Linked DNA regions of Rattus norvegicus: region 1 is linked to region 2. Evidence: chromatin contacts called from public Hi-C data. All regions are on one chromosome and are shown on one strand. Each heading gives the region's core, a stretch centred on a gene start, on an enhancer-like site or on the middle of the called end of the contact. The rest is flanking DNA. Distances are from core to core; before and after follow the strand shown.

Evidence for each region. A called contact is a pair of places that touch in the nucleus more often than the background predicts.
Region 1: a Hi-C map of liver shows a contact between it and region 2, with 2.2 times the contacts expected there. The contact joins two enhancer-like sites. A contact is called at or near these places in 4 of 12 Hi-C or Micro-C datasets (the Rat2 cell line, liver and mammary epithelial cells).

The regions. Positions count from the first base shown.
Region 1 is chr7:92,958,117-92,964,925 of GRCr8, forward strand. The region is part of intron 4 of Nsmce2 (NSE2/MMS21 homolog, SMC5-SMC6 complex SUMO ligase); the gene reads left to right. It also overlaps the pseudogene LOC134479617. Among named protein-coding and RNA genes, the nearest start is that of Trib1, 130 kb to the right of the region's middle. Within about 2 kb of position 3,540, at least 12 of the 93 cell types and tissues checked have an H3K27ac peak or open chromatin away from gene starts, as enhancers often do. A contact at or near this core is called in liver, where this site is marked.
Region 2 is chr7:92,919,324-92,926,746 of GRCr8, forward strand. All of the region lies in intron 4 of Nsmce2 (NSE2/MMS21 homolog, SMC5-SMC6 complex SUMO ligase), which reads left to right. It also overlaps the pseudogene LOC134479617. Among named protein-coding and RNA genes, the nearest start is that of Nsmce2, 97 kb to the left of the region's middle. Within about 2 kb of position 4,453, at least 52 of the 93 cell types and tissues checked have an H3K27ac peak or open chromatin away from gene starts, as enhancers often do. A contact at or near this core is called in liver, where this site is marked.

The DNA of each region.
Region 1 (6,809 bases), core at 2,290-4,789, 38 kb after region 2:
TGTTGAAATCTCCCACTATTATTGTGTGAGGTGCAATGTGTGTTTTGAGCTTTAGTAAGGTTTCTTTTACGTATGTAGGTGCCCTTGTATTTGGGGCATAGATATTTAGGATTGAGAGTTCATCTTGGTGGATTTTTCCTTTGATGAATATGAAGTGTCCTTCCTTATCTTTTTTGATGACTTTTAGTTGAAAATTGATTTTATTTGATATTAGAATGGCTACTCCAGCTTGCTTCTTTTGACCATTTGCTTGTAAAGTTGTTTTCCAGCCTTTCACTCTGAGGTAGTGTCTGTCTTTGTCTCTGAGGTGTGTTTCCTGTAGGCAGCAGAATGCAGGGTCCTCGTTGCATATCCAGTTTGTTAATCTATTTCTTTTTATTGGGGAGTTGAGGCCATTGATGTTGAGAGATATTAAGGAATAGTGATTATTGCTTCCCATTATATTCATATTTGGATGTGAGGTTATGTTTTTTGCTTTCACTCTCTTTGTTTTGTTGCCAAGACGATTAGTTTCTTGCTTCTTCTAGGGTATAGCTTGCCTCCTTATGTTGGGCTTTACCATTTACTATCCTTTGTAGTGCTGGATTTGTAGAAAGATATTGTGTAAATTTGGTTTTGTCATGGAATATCTTGGTTTCTCCATCTATGTTAATTGAGAGTTTTGCAGGATACAGTAACCTGGGCTGGCATTTGTGTTCTCTTAGGGTCTGTATGACATCAGTCCAGGATCTTCTGGCCTTCATAGTTTCTGGCGAGAAGTCTGGTGTGATTCTGATAGGTCTGCCTTTATATGTTACTTGACCTTTTTCCCTTACTGCTTTTAATATTCTTTCTTTATTTTGTGCGTTTGGTGTTTTGACAATTATGTGACGGGAGGTGTTTCTTTTCTTGTCCAATCTATTTGGAGTTCTGTAGGCTTCTTGTATGTCTATGGGTATCTCTTTTTTTAGGTTAGGGAAGTTTTCTTCTATGATTTTGTTGAAGATATTTACTGGTCCTTTGAGCTGGGAGTCTTCACTCTCTTCTATACCTATTATCCTTAGGTTTGATCTTCTCATTGAGTCCTGGATTTCCTGTATGTTTTGGACCAGTAGCTTTTTCTGCTTTACATTATCTTTGACAGTTGAGTCAATGATTTCTATGGAATGTTCTGCTCCTGAGATTCTCTCTTCCATCTCTTGTATTCTGTTGGTGAAGCTCGTATCTACAGCTCCTTGTCTCTTCTTTTGGTTTTCTATATCCAGGGTTGTTTCCATGTGTTCTTTCTTGATTGCTTCTATTTCCATTTTTAATTCCTTCAACTGTTTGATTGTGTTTTCCTGGAATTCTTTCAGGGATTTTTGCGATTCTTTCAGGGATTTTTGCGATTCCTCTCTGTAGGCTTCTACTTGTTTATTAATGTTTTCCTGTGTTTCCCTAAGGAAGTTCTTCACGTCTTTCTTGAAGTCCTCCAGCATCATGATCAAACATGATTTTGAAACTAGATCTTGCTTTTCTGGTGTGTTTGGATATTCCATGTTTGTTTTGGTGGGAGAATTGGGCTCTGATGATGCCATGTAGTCTTGGTTTCTGTTGCTTGGGTTCCTGCGCTTGCCTCTCGCCATCAGATTATCTCTAGTGTTACTTTGTTCTGCTATTTCTGACAGTGGCTAGACTGTCCTATAAGCCTGTGTGTCAGGAGTGCTGTAGACCTGTTTTCCTCTCTTTCAGTCAGTTATGGGGACAGAGTGTTCTGCTTTCGGGCGTGTAGTTTTTCCTCTCTACAGGTCTTCAGCTGTTCCTGTGGGCCTGTGTCTTGAGTTCACCAGGCAGCTTTCTTGCAGCAGAAAAGTTGGTCTTACCTGTGGTCCCGAGGCTCAAGTTCGCTCGCGGGGTGCTGCCCACGGGCTCTTTGCGGAGGCAGCAACCAGGAAGACCTGTGCCGCCCCTTCCGGGAGCTTATGCAGCCTCAGGAGTGCCCACCTGACCAGGCGGTTGGGTCTCTTTCCCCCGGGGTCTGGGAGCAGAGAGCTGCCGCGTGTCGGGATCCGAGCTGCTGAGGGTGTGAGACTTCCGGTAAACACAGGACGTGCCCAGTCCTAGAGGAATTCTGCCTCTGTGTGTCCCGATTTCACCAGGCAGCTTTCTTGCAGCAGACAAGTTGGTCTTACCTGTGGTCCCGAGGCTCAAGTTTGCTCTCGGGGTGCTGCCCACGAGCTCTCTCGAATTGTATTTGTTCTTAAAGTAACACAAGGGCTAGAGCGATGGCTCACTGGCGAAGCGCACTGGCTATTGTTGCAGTGGAGCCAGGTTCAAGTCCCAGCACTCACATCGTGGATTACAGGCATCCGTAATGCCATCCTAGGGACCCAGTGCCTGCTCTAGTCTCCACAGGCTCCAGCATGCCAGTGGTACCATGGCACACGTGCATGCAGAATGCCCTTCCCTATAAAATATTTTTTTTAAGGAAAGTAATGCCATGAAGATCCCAACAAATAAGAGAGGAAAGTTTAAGAAGGCAGTCAAGAATGAGAGAAACCACAGAAACCAAATGGAAGGGGAAGGAAGGAGGAAGGGGAGAGGTTTCATGTAGAAAAGATGTGACCAGAGGAGATAGCCAGAAATTCCTTAGGCATAACACACTATAGTACACAGAGCATTGGTCCCCAGTACACTAGCCTGTTCATGGAACTTCTCAAAGAATAGTCCCCCACCAGTCATGGATCTGCTGGTGGACCGGGATTGCCCAGATACACAAGAATACTCGGTTGGGTCTCCCCAGCAGCTGTGGAGCAGCTGCACCCTACCTTGCTTGCCTCCTGTTCCTGCAGTTCCCACACACGGAACAGTAATAATCCTGAAAGGAGCAGCTCACATTTATATGTGTTGGTGCCTTCTAAGTCGATGTGTCTAGTACCTCTGAAAGAAAGTCAGGCCAGATGATGGTGCCCTATAGACCAGGAAGTGCAGCGTGAGTCTGGGGGTTTCAGGCCATATAACTTATAAAGGGTTAAGATACAGATAGACATGAGATCTCCTGGTTCCAGTTTTCTTCAGATAAGCCAGACTGCAGTTTGGAGCTCAGTGTCTACTGTATGTACTTCGGGGTCACCTAGCCTTGGGCTTTTAGCCCAGACTGACACTGGCACATTCCAGCAGCTCAGAAAATAGATCTGCCAAGTAACCTCTGAGAAAGGCTCTATGACAGCTGACTGGGGCTTTGCTTCTGAGTTTGTGAAATAGGAAGAGTATCCATCCTGCCCCTAAGGTTAGAAGGCCCTATGTACTCATGGAGTTACTACAGCACCTGACAATTCTATAAGAATTGCTGTGTTATGTGTAAAGTGTCTTCATTCAGTGCTAGATACTATAATCCATAAATGTTGCTCAATATGTTTCTTTAAAATACTTAAATGTCTGAAATGAGTTCATTAATATCTTAGAGGCCAGAGTCAGTGTCAAAGCCAGAGTTGGAACACATCTACTGCTCCCTTCGGGTTGGGTTTTGGGTCAAAGAATCTGGATGATGTCCCTGTGGTGAATCAGTGTAGCAGGAGGGAGTAGCCCTTAGTGACTTCACCTGGGAGAGGCTGGTACCGTCGGCTCAGTCACCAGTGTCGGCCCTTTGTGACAGTGTGTTTTTCAGAATGGACCCGGATGATAAAGATGAAGTCATAGCCCTCTACCAGGACAGCAGCCAGCTGAAGGGTGACCGAACTGGAGGGCAGGCTTCGGCTCCCAGGTTAGACGTAGCTGCGCTTCTCCAGTTCTGGGGCTGTTTTTGCTTGCTGCATACTGAACTTTAGGCCTCACCATCTTCTTATATGAGAGCTTAAATCTAGCCAGCCCTCTGCTCTTCTGTCACAATTTAGTTCCAAGAATTGCCTGCTGCCCGTGTATTTCCCGTCAGAACATGACCACATTAGAGAGAGCCAGATGTGTTGATTGAAGCATACAGCAAAGTGTTGAGCGGCTTTCAAATGATGTTTGCATTTCAGTGAGGGAGGGGAGAACAGCTGACCAGGTACTCGAGTCACTGACTTAGTACTATTTTTGTGTGTAAGTCCAGAGCGCTCTAGGAGTGACCACAGTACACAGCAAGCTCATGCCACCAAACCCCATCTTTGTTCATCTGGGGCAAGAAATGAGTGGGTGGTCAACTCAGGTTAGGAATACTAAAGGTCTGGCGTTCGCTCAGGGAACTACAGTCACACGCTCAAATCTGGTCCAGAGTCAGTATCATAAAGACTGCTGTTTATTGAAGCATCTAGGTGGGTTTTTCTTACTGTTGAGTTCTGTTTGTGTGTGCAAGTATTACTATGCTCAGGGTTTTTAGGTGGTGCAGGGGATTGAACCCAGGGCCTTGCACATGCTGGGCAAGCACTTTACTACTTTGGTACATTCCATCTTGACTAGCCTTTCAATATTAGCAACCAAATGCTCTCCCTGGAGATGGGCATACTTATTACCTCTTTCCCTAGTATCTTGGATTCTAGAAATTTACATTTAGGGATTGCTTTTTGTTTTTGATTGTCCTTGTCTGAGCTATTATGTTCTCAACAGAGCAAATATTTAATCCTTAAGATTTCATAACCAAGAGATTTTAAAGGTTAACTTTGTAAGTAGGTCAGGAGAAAACATCTACTGTAGTTTTAAAGGTAGCCAGATAAGGAAGTGCAGAAACAATGTAGAAACATTAACAAGCTCACAAAGCCAATTTTGTCTAGTTTTCTGAAAACTCCTGTCTGGATAGCTAAAGTGTGTGACTTATGCCTTCCCTTTGTCTTGTGACTCACTCACTCACCCACCTGTTCGTATTCTCCAGCCCTCCATTGTTCACTCTGCCAAGTATTGCTCTAGATACTAGGTAACAACACTAAATAAGACAGTACTGTGTGCCAGTTCTGTGCCAGGCACTGGGGAACTTGGAACTAGCTGCTTTAGGCCCCACAGTCTGATGTAACGAGGTAAGGGTTACACTAGAAGTCAGTTTTCCCCAGAACTCACCGACTGGCTATGTGGCTTGAGGGGAAACACGTTCAGTGTCAGTTTCCTCCTCTCTGAAATGCTGTTACTCACTCTGTTTACTTCATAGCATTGATGTAAGTATCAGATGAAATAGACATTTTGAAAGAGCTTTGGAAAGCATTGAGCCTTGCTTATATAGAGACAACCGGTAATCTTGTAACTGACCAGTATGGGTCATCATGGCCTCTGTGAAAAGCGTAAAGGGTGTGTGCCTATTGTACATTTAAATGTATAACTGCCACTTCCTGCACATGGGGTGGGGATTTCAGACTGAGATAGTGAGGAATATAACTGCAGGAAGTAAGACTAACACAGGAAAAACGATCCAGTCCATACACTGCATTAAGTTGGCAGAAGTGTTAGGTATAAAGTGCTCAGATGAAGGGCAGAGAAAGGAGAGATGGGAGTTGGCCTCTGACCTCAAGAAACATAGGCTTGTATATGAAAACTCAGAGTGGCCAAGTGTAAACCCTGGTCTTAATTACAGTTTTCCAGGGATTAGAGCTATTCGTTTGCCCCTTAAATGTTCTAAAAGTCTTCTGATAGGCATCAGGGTACTGCTGGGATGTGGTAAGAAGATGTCGCTTCCAGTGGCATATTTTATTAGCTTTGATGTCTGCTGTGTTAATATTTCAAGTGAGGTAAGAGATGTGATCTGTCTAGAGAGATAGTTCATTCACGTTGAGTCCCAGAACCCACAAAAAGGAGCAGCTGGCATGGTGGCATGTACATGTACCCCAGCACTGAGAAGGCAGAGGCAGGAAGGTCCCTGGGGTTCACTGGCCAGCCATTCTTACTGATTGGTGAACTGTAGGCCAATGAGAGACCTTGCCCAAGGGAGAAAGGTGTTGCTACTGGGGATGATAACCTGGCTTTCACACATATGCGCTCTGCATATATGTATTCTCTCTCTCTCTCTCTCTCTCTCTCTCTCTCTCTCTCTCTCTCTCTCTCTCTCTCTCTCTCTCTGTCTGTCTGTCTCTCTGGTGGTGGTGGTGGTGGTGGTGGTGGTGGTGGTGGTGGTGGTGGTGGTGGTGGTGGTTGTTTTTAGGGTTTTGCCCTAACATTAAACTCCATCACGTAGAAACTCAAGAATTCCCATCACAGCTAAGATGACAGGTCACATCACAATCCTAGCACTCAGGAGTCCAAAGAAGGAAGATCATAGACTGGCCAGCATGGTGGTGCATACCTTTAACCCCAGTATCAGGGTGGCAGAGGCAGGCGATCTCTGCTTTCCAGGGCAGCAAGGGCTACACAGAGAGACCCTGTCTCAAAGGAGAAAAGCAAAAACCCCACAAACCAATAATAATGATCACTTTTAAATACCGGTTCTCTTCAGTACTTGGAACACCACTCAGTGCCTGGCTTGATGAATAAAGCATCAATGTCTCATTGAGAGTTTCATTAGTGCTCTGCTGCCGAAAGTGCTTGCCTGGCTCGCAAATGAACACTCAAATCTAATCCTTGCTGTGATGGAGGCCAAGGTCAGAACTTTGCAGACCGTCCACAGAGCAAGCCCTAAAAGCAACAGACGATCTTGCTCCCACAAAGTCTGAGATGTAGCCCACAGCAGACTGTCACAATAGGGGGCTTCTCTTTTTTTCACCCAAGCATTTCTTTTTGTTTGTTTTTTTATTCCTTTCCTGTTCCTGTCAAAAGATAATCCCCAAAAGAGTGGATTAAATTGATTATGCTGAGATCCCTTGTGAGGCTTCTGTGGGGTCCACTATGTGAGGACATGGTCCAGCACAGAGCAGGCTGCTCAAGAAGCTGCTGCAAAACCATTTAAGATTCCCAGA
Region 2 (7,423 bases), core at 3,203-5,702:
GAGATGAGGTCACGTTATGAGAAGGGAAGCTAAAAGTAAGCAGGAAGGCTGCATTGTGGAGGCTCAGTGTCCTTAGGAGGAAATGGATTAGTGGGAGTCAGTACACGACACTGTACAACAGACAAGACTTAGACACAGATTAATCCCCTTTGCTTTTCTTAGGATTTTTATTTAATTAATAGGCAGGCTCGCTCTCGTTCTCTCTCTCTCTCTCTCTCTCTCTCTCTCTCTCTCTCTCTCTCTCTCTCTCTCTCGAGCAGCACTAGAGTTATAGTATCAAGCAGACAGTGCAGAGTTGATGTTTCCTACCCTCAAGCACGAGTTCCCCTGTTTTTAAGGAGAACTCTGACAGGGCATATAGTTACAGTAGATGAGCCGCTGCTACTAACGTTCATTTCCCCTAGGGCTTATTCTGCTGTGCATTTTGGTGTGTGTGGTGAATTATATGTGATCTAAAACTCACACTTTAACATTGTTAAGCATGCAGTTTGCTGGCATTTAGTATATTCACACTGTGCAGTTGTCACCACCACAAGGCTGGGATGTTTTCAGTATCTCAAACAGAAATCATCCCCTGCTCATCGGTTTCCACTGTAGTGTTTCCTGTCTGGATATATCTGACTAGTCCGTCTATGTATACGAGGGCATGCTCCACACTGGCTTGCCCGTGTGTACCCCACCTATACCACAAGTTCATGCATTTCCAAGAGTAGGTAGTGTTCCAGTTTTCATACCGCATGCTATTCAAGCATTCATCTAGTGGTCTTTGAGTTTCTACTTTTCAGTTATCACGTGAATCAGTCAGTTATATCATAACTATCGGGCTATATCTGTCTGTTTGAGTTCATTCTTCAGTTCTTCTGTGTATGTGTCCAGAACTAGAATTGTTGAGTAAAGTAGCTTTGACAATTGCATGCTGTATAGTATCATAAAGAATGTTTCCACTCTCTTTAAAGCTCACACTTTACCTGTTTCTCTTTGTCTCACATACTCCTCTGCTTAACTTTGAGTATATTCTTTTTGTAGATATCTAACCATTCCTCTAACCCAAAACTTTCAGGTAGAGTTGAGTCAGTCCAGTGACCAAGTGAGTCAGAAGGTCATTATTTTATAAATTACTGCTGGTCCCCAGGGCCTTGAGAGTTTGAAAGTTACATACACAGTTAATATATAGGTAACTACACATTTAGAAAGTTTGGGTTTCAAGTAAAGTTTTTTGCAGGCTTAAAGTGTGATGCATTCCTTTTCATCCACATAGTTCTTTTAAGTGCCTGTTGCTATATGCCAAGGCCTAGCCTAGATACTTCACATAGGACTTAAAGAATCCATTCAAGTGAGTTTTAGGAGTTTCTACCTTTTCTATCACTAAAGTACTTTTGATGGCTGTTCCTTCGAGTCATGATTTCAAAAGATCCTACTTACTACCCCTGCAAAAAGCTTCTTCCAAATACTGAACCGCCGTGAATAATTAACGTCCTGCTTGTCTAAAGAGGAATATTTTGGAACAGTGAGGCTGCTTGTGTGACTGTTGCTGTGTCCAGTCTTGTCATCACAGCTGTGCCAGACCCTTTGGCTGGTCTACACACATGCTTTACGTGGTTGCAGTTTCTCTGTCCTCTTCCGTGTGTGACCCAGTCTTTTCTACTTCATTGCCTTTGCAGTAGTGGCCATCTGCGTGTCCAGAACACTGCACTAGAAAGGAAGATAAGAACACTCGTCCTGCTTCTTGGGAATTGTGACCTTTAGAGCATGTGGTCTGCATGCTTTTTCTGTTGCTCACCGTAAATTAATTGTATTTTGTTGATTTGTCTGTATATATGCTGTATATCATATCAGTGTTTACTTTGGTAATGAAACCTAACCTTTTCTCTTTCCTAGATAAAAGTTCATTATAAAAAGTTACATGATTTTGTGTATATTCTAAGGTGTGTGCAGCATACTTTAGATACCTCTGCTGGGAAAGTTAACAGTATTTTTGCTGAGTAAAATCTTAACCACTATGTATGACTATAGCGTGATGTCGAGAGATGGTGCTAGAAATTCCAGCTTTGAGTAGATTTAGTTAGGGAATGCTCTAGCATCTGTTCCTCCGTCTTCCCAATTCATCTGCTACCCAAGCACAAAAGTCCTATGTGTTTGGAATCAAAATGGCATATTCTGAAAGTAGGAATTTTTAAAGAATCACTCGGTAGCTTTTTAATTGTACAAGATGAAAAGTCCTAGAGAACTGTTTTTATACTAGTGTAATTGTATTTAATACTAATCGTGTAAGCTTTCTGATACTATAACGCAATGCCTGACAGTCAACTTTTGATAAGTTTATTTCGGTTCTTGGTTTCGGAGGCCTCAGTCTGTGGTCACTTGACACTACTGCTTTGGGTCAATGGTAATACAGTGTTCTATGACTGAAACCTGTAGAAGGGGAGGCCTCTTTGCGTCATGACAGTCACGGGCAAAGAGGAAGATGGAATGGGCTTAGATCCCCTTAAGGGTGCTCTCATTGCTCCAGAAGACTTAGCTTCCTTCCACTAGGTCCACATTCTGAACGTTGTGCCTCACTGCAGCACCACATGGAAGGCAGGCTTTTGTGTTACTGGCCTTGAGGGACCCTCAGAACTGAAACTGTAGCACTGATGGGTTGTGTGCTTGTGAAGGTTAAGTTGGATTGCTGGTGGCTCTCCTGTGCCCAGCCTGCTGCCCTGTCTAGTGTAGTGAGTAACCTTTCTTTCTGCTGCAAAAACAATAAGGGGGTCAAGATAATAAATTTTATGTTACGTGTAATTTTTTTCTTCTAACATAGACAGTCAGATCTTACTCTTTGCCTGTAACTAATTTATTTTAAAACCTGAGTACCAGCCACATAACCAGTCACTGTCTGATCCTATGTAAAGATTCCACGTGATATCTGTCCTTCTAATTTCCTAATGTTTTGCTAAGTCCTTTAAGCACTTTAGTCTGTTACACCTCCACTACCAGAGAAGTGTGATTTTGACTTGGAACACAAACCCAGTAAAGCCTATGACAGCAGTCTACTAGAGCTCCTTCAGGGGCGTAGACTTGAAGAGAACCCTTTAATGATGTGTTGTCTTCCGTGTTGCTGTTTGGGATCCAGGAAGGCAGGTAGACAGCAGACAGAAGAATAGCCTGAATTGCATTTGGTATTTCATGTTCCAGTGCCTGGATGTAAATGAGAGACAAGCATTTCAACTTCGATGATCTGGCTGGGCTCCTAGGCTGAATGGCTGCGCATATACCATAAACACTGTGCAGAAGCAACCATGGAAACACTTGTTTTCTTGTTGAGCTAAATTTACTCTGGGTTGAATATTAACACAGCTCCTGGCAGGACTTTAAAAGCAAAAATAGCTTAAGCGTGATTCATTCTGAGTCACTGCTGGTGCTCCTGCGCTGCCTAGAGCTTGACATTGAACAAGTTGGCAGCCTGCATTGCTACATTTTTTCTAGGAACTCTGAACACATTTCATTCTTGTGAATTTGCTTGTGCAATGATATTAAATAGAGTAATATGTTTACTTTGTTTCTAAGTCAAATGAATTTGAGAGTGGTGAAACTAAAGTATTTTTCTTGGGCTTTCTGGAAAAACAAGCTTCTCAGAATTCTGTGGTTACTTTAAGAGATTATTTTATAGGAGATGAATAAAATATGAAAATTTTAGTTTAGATACTGGGGCTTCTGGAAGTTTTGCTAAACAGCCTGGTAGACTAGTAAGCAGGATTCACTAATCTGTCATTACCCGACAAGGTGATTTTGCCATTCACAAAGCTCCTTCCTTTCCTTTCTTAGCGTGGGCGGCAAGCGGTACTGCAGCCTGGTGTTTAGCTTAGGAAGTGCTTTCCTTATTTGAGATTATATAATGGGAAGTTCATGGGTTTTGAAAGGCAGAGCAGACCCACCCAGGGGATCTCTGTCGGCCTTACCCAAGTGGCTGCTAAACCATGAGCAGCCTTAGGCTGACTGTGGGAAACCTAGGCTGGATCAGCTGTCTGATCATAATCAGCCAGGGCTGAGTCTAGAACTCTGTATGAGAATGGTTTTCCCTTGATGTTGCAATTTCTATTTTAACATGTTTTTGTTTAGCTTCTGGAGTTGCCCAACAGTGTAATTTCAATTGGGGTTTAGTTTCAGCTCTTCGATTTTTTTTTTTCAATTTAAAGACACTATTATTTTGTCTTAGAATTTCCATTACTTTTTATATAAAAAAAGGGGGGGGGGTTTCCTGTGACAGTCTTAAAACCAAAAGGAGCCTAGCCTAACTTTTGATAGTATTTTGAAATTATTTTACCATAAAATTGTACATTAGAAGATGCAACTCTGGTAGAGAATTTCAACATAGTTGCATAAATTGTGTTTCATATTACAACTTGTTCTCTGCTTGACTTCACTGAAATTAATAAAAGAACCCTTTCAGAAGGATCTGGTGAGTTAGTTTTTTTTTTTTTTTTTTAAGAACTTACTCATAGTGTATCCTGTGTTGCTAAGTTTTCAAAGTCAGCCATCTCAACCACACCCAAAACCCTTTCAGAGGCTTGAAATCTTTTTATTCAGATTTCTTCCCAGTAAAGACTGGGGATTTATATGAGTTCCAGGAGATGTGTGAGGACTGCATGAGAGGTGCTGCTTAGATTCAGCTGCTCCTGAGTCCGGGATGTAATACACAGCACCTTATTTGCAGTCAGCTTCTGACTCCAGGAATATCCCTGAGGTGTTTTGTCCCAAAAGGATACCATCCGTGCCTTGTAGCTAGAGAAGGGAATATGGGTTTTACCATAGCATTCTCCTGCCCCATGGTTGTATACATATTCTGCTGATAGCTGTGCTTTGGAGGCATGTGAATTTTTGGCCCGTCTTTAAAGTGAGTGCAGCAGGGTTTAGGTAAGTAAGCCTTTTCAGACTGTAAACTGAAAGGGTTAGCTTAGTTGAGTGTCAGTATAAACCAGTAGTACTGTGACTGCAGATCAGGTATATCCCTATCTCTCTCCCAACTGTTACCTTTATTTGGTCTGTGCCGTTTCATTTTTCTGCTTCTGTTCATTTATGTAACAGTCATGTATTGAACTCTTTATGCCAAAAATTAGGACAGTTTTAAAAGTCAGTGCATTAACTTAGAAGGCAGTCAAGCAAATTACTAAACTATCTACATGTTTTAAAGGCCAGTGACAACCATGTCATAATTTTGTTCTAGTAACTATTTTTCAGTGTTTCTAATTTTCAAAAAAAATATGCAAACATATTGTAACTTTTTGGATAGGATTTTAGATTCTACAATGTGGAATGACTAAGTCAATCTAATTGACATGCTTAGCACTTTATCTACTTTCCAATGGCGACAACATCCAAAATCTACTTATAAGTCTTGAATTATGCTTCATCCCATTCCATCATCACTCAACCTATTCCACTCTTTGACAAGCTTCTCCTCCCTCCATGCACGCACTTTGTAAATTGTAGGCCTGACTACCAGGAAGTCAGCTCCTTTAGACTTTATACAGAAGTGAATCTGTGCTCTCTCATCTCTCCGTACTGAGCTAAACGCCCTCCAGGCTTATCCATGCTGCTGCACATGACAGGCCTTCCTCTTCTTGACTGGATAGTATTTCAGTGTCTCTCTCTCTCCCTCTCCCTGTGTGTGTGTGTGTGTGTGTGTGTGTGTGTGTGTGTGTGTGTGTGTGTGTTCATCTATTGGAAGATACTTATGCAGCATTGTAGATGATGTTGTACTGGACCTGGGAGAACAGTTGACCCTGATTTTTATTCCTTTGGCTGTTTATACATAGAGACGAGATTACTGGATCCTATATAGTAATTCTATCTTTGGGCCTGTTTTATTCTTTTAGGAAGCTCCATCCTGTCTTCTGTAATGACTGTGCTAATTCTCACTCCTATGAACAGTGTGCAAGAGTATTCTTTGACCCACATGCTCACGAATATGGGCTACTTTGTGCCTTTGATAATGGCTGCTCTAAGTGGAGCAAGGTGATCTCTTGTGATTTGCCTTTGCATTTCTGTCGTGCTGTTTTTATGTTTCTTCTCATTCCAGTGTCTTATGGTTTGAGTCCTTTGTCTATTTGTTATTGAAGGTAAAAGCCTTCCTTATAAATGCTTCAGTTGGTGAAGTGTATTTGCAACATTTTTTCTGTGTGTTCTGTTTTACCTACATGCATGTTTGCGTGCTACTTGAATGCTGATATACACACAGTTCAGAAGAGGGCTTCCCCAGGAGAGTTGGATTCTCTGGAACTGGAGTTACAGACGGTTGTGAGCTGCCATGTAGATTCAAGAAAACAAACGTGGACCCTCTGGAAGAAGAGCTTGAGCTTTTAACCACTGAGTCATTCGTTCAGGCCCATATTTACATAGTTAATGCTAAAATGGAATGACTAAGGACACACAGACTTCACTCTTACCCTGGCCCTTACTGACTACTACCCCAACCCCATTTCTCAACAGATAAGAATTAATTAATATTTAAATTACTTTAAAAATAATTATTAACATATATTATGGTGCAACTTAATGAGTTTCCTTATTCCATTTCTAGGCACAGGGCATAGCCATTTACCTTTCTTAACCCAGTCCCTTCTATTGTCTAGGCCTCCTCTAGCACCCTTCTTTCTTAGTTTTCCTTGTAAGTCTCTTTTCCTTCTGCAACTCTGGTGATCACTGTACATCATTCAAAATTGACTTCCTGGTTTTCATAAATGAGTCATAGGTAGTATTTGTCTTTTTATGTCCTGTTTCATTCAACCTAAAGATCTACCCATATCGTGCAAACGATAGGATTTTATTTGGTCTAGGGTTAAACACTATTCCACTGTTGTTTCCTGGTACTAAGAATTGAACCCAGGGCTTCATCCATGCACTGTAATACTCTCCACTGAGCTATGCCCTCAGCCTCCCTTTTAAAATTTCATTTTTTCATTTCATTCACTCACTCACTTACTCACTCACTCATAGACAGGGGTGTCTCTGTACATAATTCCTGACTGTCCTAGAATTAACTATGGATATAGATCAGGCTGGCCTTGTACTCACAGAATTCTGCCTGCCTCTGCCTCCTGGGTGCTGGGATTAAAGGCAAGTAAAACTGAGTGGCTCTATCCAGAGAGGTAAATAGTATGGCTTACCTCACAGGCAGCATGTCTTTAGTAGGCTGTATCTGTTGATCCTGTGGTGAGTCTGAGAATTTATTGTTCTTACATTTTTTTCCCTCCAAGTGTGAAATCAGGTTTTATTACATATTGGGCTTTTTCACTTGAAGAGGCTTAGGGGCCAGTTTCAGGAAGCAAATTAGCCAAATGAATGGTTTGCTTCCCTGGACAGCAATGGTCCTCTGTCCACTGTTGCATTATTTTAAGTTCTCTAGGAACTTCTTTCCATCCTGTGTCTCTCACCTCCAACCCAG